2 separate regions of the Mus musculus genome follow, and region 1 is linked to region 2. A link is a contact called in public promoter capture Hi-C data. All regions are on one chromosome and are shown on one strand. Each heading gives the region's core, a stretch centred on a gene start, on an enhancer-like site or on the middle of the called end of the contact. The rest is flanking DNA. Distances are from core to core; before and after follow the strand shown.

Evidence for each region. Promoter capture Hi-C pulls out the DNA fragments that hold promoters and counts their contacts.
Region 1: a contact with region 2 is called in a promoter capture Hi-C map of embryonic stem cells. The contact joins the promoter of Rspo4 here to the promoter of Sdcbp2 in region 2. A contact is called at or near these places in 21 of 39 promoter capture datasets (the 3T3-L1 cell line, 3T3-L1-derived adipocytes, the HPC-7 cell line and 13 more), 4 of 484 Hi-C or Micro-C datasets (embryonic stem cells and nephron progenitors) and 1 of 115 datasets of contacts at active chromatin or transcription factors (embryonic stem cells).

Annotation. Positions count from the first base shown.
Region 1 is chr2:151,841,570-151,844,422 of GRCm38.p6, forward strand. Rspo4 (R-spondin 4) reads left to right here and starts at 1,358. Exons shown (of 5, transcript NM_001040689.1): 1 at 1,358-1,583. The coding sequence starts at 1,505.
Region 2 is chr2:151,571,018-151,573,956 of GRCm38.p6, forward strand. It overlaps Sdcbp2 (syndecan binding protein (syntenin) 2), which reads left to right and starts at 1,606. Exons shown (of 9, transcript NM_145535.2): 1 at 1,606-1,687. It overlaps Gm39959 (a long non-coding RNA gene), which reads right to left and starts at 1,008. Exons shown (of 3, transcript XR_866853.2): 1 at 954-1,008.

The sequences.
Region 1 (2,853 bases), core at 108-2,607, 270 kb after region 2:
GGAGAGGCCAAGACAAAAGATGCTCAGGATGTAAGAGGGAGCTAGAAGTGGTATTACAGACCTGTTCAGTAGCACCTGGGAGATGGAGGGAAGACGATCAGGAGTTCAAGGTCATCCTTATCTACATAATGAGTTCCTGGGATACACAAGAACAGTGTCTCACAAAACCAAACACAAACAAACAAACAACAAAGAAACACCACATATAAGAGGCTTGAAAAGCTTGCAAACTACTGTGAGAAGGTGGAGACTTGGGCTGAAAGGGAGAAGACAGACAGCAAGGACATCGGAACCTGGCTGGTCAGAGGTAGGTGTGTGCTGGTGGGCTGGTGGTGTAGGAATAAGTGGGCAGGACCGCAGCTTCAGGACCTCTCTCTATCTACAAGTCACACTTGTAGCAAACAGGAAGCGAGACGGTCCTTTGGGTCTCCAAGGCTCTCTTCCACCCTTCGGTGATGAGACTGTGTGCTGAGCTGAGACGCGTCTGAAAGGCTATAGAGCTGCTGTGCAGTTTTGGGCAAACTACTTGGTCTCTCTGCGAATCCCTTCCCCCTTCGAATGAACAATTAGTCAAAAGAGAAAGTTCGTTATTCTAAAGCTTTTATGCATGTATTTAGCAGAAAGTCAAGTTCGTGGCTCTCAAACATTCTCTGTGGCAGCTTCACTGCGAATGGGCTTGGTTCACAGGGTAACAGGAGGCAGGAGAATATTGTTTTATTGGAAGAGCAATTTGGCACTGAAAAGGTTAAAAAACAACCCAATCCTGGAGATAAGGCTGGAAGAAATATACCCTGGGTCCTAGGTCCTTTGGTAAGCAAAGTATGCGGTGTTGGACACTGGGTCAAAGAGTAGGGTCTCCCCAAGGCTGCAGCAGGAAAGGCTCAGAGGCTACAACCAGAAAGTGTTTGGGATAACTAGAAAGAAAAAGCAACAGAGTGGAGCAGCAGCCTGCTCACACTCCCCCCTCCCCCACTCCGCCTACCCTCGTCCCCCAACCCCAGAGGAGATATGGAAAGGGCAAGACACCACAGAACCCAAGCTAGCCAGGTCGGAACAGTGAGCCAGAGAGGCCCATGCGCTTGGCAAGAGTCCTGTGTTGGAGGTGAGGCAGTCAGGGAATAAACAGAAAAACAAGCCAGGACGGTCCTGGGGACAGGAGGAAGAGGAAGACCAGAGTGGCAGAGGGAGGGTCTGTCCGGGTGAGTGTGCAGTGCGGCGTGTGCGCTTGTGTACCTAGAGCCGGCCTGTGCACGTGCGAGGGGCGTGGGGCTGCGCCCGCAAGGGCCCCCCGAGGGTTAAGCGCCGCCCAGCCGCCGACTCCTCCCCGCCCCGGCCGCGCGGCCGCGCTGACGCCCTCACTCGACCCACCGCGCCCTGGGCGCACCGGCGGGTCCCTGGTGGCCGTAGCGACCAGCGACCCGCGGATGCTCAACGCGCGCCACAGGCTGTCCCCCGCACAGAGGCTGCCGGGCCGTCGGGGAGCCAGGAGCACCAGGCTGCCCAGATGCGGGCTCCACTCTGCCTGCTGCTGCTCCTCGCCCACGCAGTGGACATGCTCGCCCTGTACCGAAGGAAGAAGCAAGGTACAGATGTGGCCGGGCTGGTGGTGGGGTAGGCACTACAAGACAGACTCGTGGTAGCCCAGCGGATATGGGTATTTGTCTGGTGCCTGATGCCTGGACTGTTGACTCAGGGTCGGAACGGGGAGTTGTCGACAACCTGGACCTAGGAAGCACTACTGGGAGGGAACTAGAGGTCGGGCTCACTGGCCCCAGCCTCCCAGCAGTGTCCCAAGGGTAACTCCACAGACACCAAAAACCCAAGGAACCACCCTTGGAAACAATGAACTAGAAGACAGGGCTAGTGACTTAGAAGCCAGCCCAGGCATCCACGCTGGGCCAGGATGAAGATCAGTGACTCCAGGGCTCATGTGGGGTTCGGGGGTTCTATCACTGCTCCTGACCCCTGCTGTCACAACCCCCACACTCCCAGAATTAATCTGGGTAAGCCTCTCTAGTGGTATCAGCATGACTGAGACCTGTGTTCAAGTTGAAGTCTTCTGGGGATGACCTGGAAGAAGTTTGTCCTCTCTCAGAATCTTAGGATATTTTTCCTTGGGACCTCCTGGAGCCACTAAGGAAACTTGAACCTGAGACTCTAATCGCGCCTGGGCCCTGTGAACATTGGGGTCTGTGCCACAGTTCCTCAGTGCCACAGTCAGATGTATTTTGGAGGTGAGGTGAGACTGCCCTTGCAGAGCTGGAGTTGACAGAACCTGAGCTGGTGTTGGGAGGGCAAGAGGACCAGCAAGCCCTGTGTCTGAACAGGGAAGGCCCCAGGACTCTGGATGCCTGTCTGTGCATCAACTACCAAAGGCTGGCTGCCATGCCAAGAGTGAGACACACACTGTTTCCTAGGTCCCCTATGATGCCCTAATGACAGTGGCTATCTCACTCTATAGAGCAGGAACCAGACATTCATGCAGGTTGCTTTGTTGAGCAGTCCAACGGGCAGGTGGGAGCTCTGATTTGCTCTCTGACTGAGAGCCTGAGTCTGGGAATACTGAATGGTAGGGTGTGTGAGAGTGGCCTTACCCATAGGGACTTCTAGTCCATCTGCGTGGAAAGCCTTTCGCAGATGTTGCAGCTCCTATAAGGAAGCAGGGAACACAGGGGCAGTGGGGAAGTAGGTATGGGGTGGAATATCAGGCCGTGGCCTAGGGAAACTGTTAAGGGAGTTGGACAAAGAGCAGAGAGGATAGAGGTGTAGGTGGACCTCGGGTAGGCTGCAGGGACTTGGGGGTCCTGAAGGTGAAAGCTTGTGAATGGCCTTCACCCCGCTGTCCAGAGCCCA
Region 2 (2,939 bases), core at 356-2,855:
GGCAGGCGGATTTCTGAGTTCGAGGCCAGCCTGGTCTACAAAGTGAGTTCCAGGACAGCCAGGACTATACAGAGAAACCCTGTCTCGAAAAAACAAAAAAAACAAAAACAAAATTAAAAAAAAAAACATAATAGAGATATAGAGATGGATTTGGTGGTACACACCTTAAACCTAGCACTTGGGAGGCAAAGGCAGGCAGATCTCTAAGCCTTCAAAGCCAGCCTGGTCTAAGACAGCCAAGGCTACATACAGAGAGCCTGTCTTAAAAAAGAAAAAAAAAAGAGGGACAAAGGAAAAGAAAAAGAAAGTAAACTCTGTCCTATCAACACAGTTCCTTAATTTTCCTAGGAGATTTCCAATTAGATTTTTTTTTGGGGGGGGGGGTTGTTTTTTTTGTTTTTTTTTCTTCCAAGACAGGGTTTTCCTGTATAGCCCTGGCAGTCCTGGAACTCACTCTGTAGACCAGGCTGGCCTCGAACTCAGAAGTCCACCTGCCTCTGCCTCCCAAGTGCTGGGATTAAAGGCATGCACCACCACCCCCGGCTCCAATTAGATTTTTTAAAAAAAAAATCCAAAATACTTACTGCTTTCTTAGGAAAATCATAAGTAAGGCTGGAGGGATGGTTTGATGGGTAATGTGCTTGCTATGCATATATGAGGACCTCTCCACACCCACATGAAAGTCGTGAACAGCAGGTACATTTGCACTACAGGTGCTGAGGCGGATCCCAGGGGCTTGCTGAACAGCCAGGCTAGCTTAAATGGTGAGCACTAGGTTCAGTGAGAGACCCTGTCTTAAAACTAAGGTGGAGGAGAATAGAGGAAGACTGTCAATCTCTGACTTCTACATATACACACAGGCAAAGGCAGTGTGTGTGTGTCTGTGTGTGCCCACACACACACACTTTGCTACCATTATTGGAATCTACACAACTACAAAGTGAAAAGCTCACCAGGGCCTGGAGATGTCAGGCAGCATTTGCTTAGGAGTGTAAGGCTCGGTCCCTAGCATCTCAGAAAGAATGAAAGAGAGCCGGAAAGGGGGTGGGGCTCTCTAGACTTCCTGCAGTACACACTTTTCTGAAAACAAAACCAGAGGGTATGACCTCAATGGTGATTATTCGCTGTCTCAGTATTGTTATATTTCCCCTTGGCACCTTCCTGAAATGATTTAATAATTGTGTCATCGTCTATAGATTGGTGACTCCTTTAACCAGTGTCAGGCATCTGGGATTTCTAGATTGGTTTTACTAAAAGAAACACCATGATGGATCCAGAGACTGCACTGCAATTGATTTCTAAGAAATACACTAGGTTACAACCTGCGGCCATCTTTTAAGGCCCAGGACATCTCTCTCACTGTTCTCCAGTTAACTGCCTATTGGCAGGGTGAGGCCGCCACAGTCGTGCTGACTTCCTCATAGGGCCAAGTAGCCCTAGTTCGCACCCATCTCTACAGCATCTACGCATATCAGCTGTACGCTTTAGCCCCACCCACTCGTGGGTGACTGCTCTGTTTACCGAGCCACACAGGCTTACCTGGGCCCATCCTAGTCCACGGTGAGTCAGCTGAACAAGGGGCGGGCACCACCCTTCCCAGAGCAGGAACCCAACTGGGACACAGGCGACCAGCACATGCCAGGAGGCTGCAGTGGCTGGAGAAGAGGACAGCGTGCGGAGCCAGCAGGTAAGAACAGTCCGTATCGGCTGGGATAGAGGAGCTAAACAAGACCTGCTCACAACCAATTTCTTTCCCTCCCTTGTCCTGTCTTCTAGGACTTCCTAGGTAGGTAAATTCCTTTTAATTTGCTTCACTCTTAGAAGGAAATGGGAACAAAGCTTTCCTTTTTCTGCTCCCTGGCAGGGTTTGGAGGACGTATGATTTTCTGCACTGTTCTATCTTCTACACTTACCTCTAATCTACCCTACATCCATTGGCCAGAAGGCCCTGAAGGCTATGGCTCTCTGATGCTCAGACTTTCCTTGTGGCTCCCTCTCACTCAAGAAGGGTCAAAATTCTCACCAAGCCCCATGAGCCCTCCAGGGTCTGAGCCCCTCCCATCTTCTCTGGTTTCCTCCCTCAGGGTCCTCTGAACACTGGGGGCATGCTCACCCCAGGGTCTGTGCAGTGGGCCTGACCCCCCGGAATGTTCTTGCCCACCCAATTCTTTAAGCTTTTACACAAATGTCTCTCCCCTCCACAGCAAGGCTTCCCTAATCCTACTGCCACCCTCTGCTCTCCACCCCACTTCATTCTCCTCCCCAGTTCTTCCCACCACCTGACACAGCCCACAAAGTCTTGGGGCTTTTTAATCCAGCTCTTCACTACAAAGTCCCTACATCAAAGAGTGATGATTGTGTTCACTTCTTACTGTGGGCATCCAAAACAGTGCCTGGACTTAGGAGGTGGCCCTAGGTGGGATGAGCAGACAGTTATGGAGTTGCCTATTTGTGCTAGGCACTGTGCTAAATGTTCTCCATGTGTAACCCATTTAAATAGTCTTCTCATGCCTAGATAACTCTGCTTAAAGTAACTGTTATTTTACTATAGTTACAAAATAACTATATCGGACATGGTTACAAAATAACTATATCGGACATGGAGCCTAGTCCATTCTTTGCTCTCATAGTCAGAGGCAAGCAGTAGGTTGAGCCTCTCTAAAGCCTGGCTTCTGTTCTGCCTCCCCTGGACCTTCACTGGGAGAACAGAATTTCCTGAGTCCCGTTCCCTCTGGCACAGTATAGCCCTGGAAGGAGGAGGTACATGCTTGTGGCTTAGCAACAGCCTCCTCCTTGCCGATTCACCAGATCCCTGGGCTAATTTGGCCTTACAGAAGCTATTACTCCATCACATTAACCCACGCTTCTGTTTTCTGAAGGATAGATGAGTTGTCCACAGGAACAAGTGGGAGTCCCAGAGTTCCAGCAGTTTGGAACAA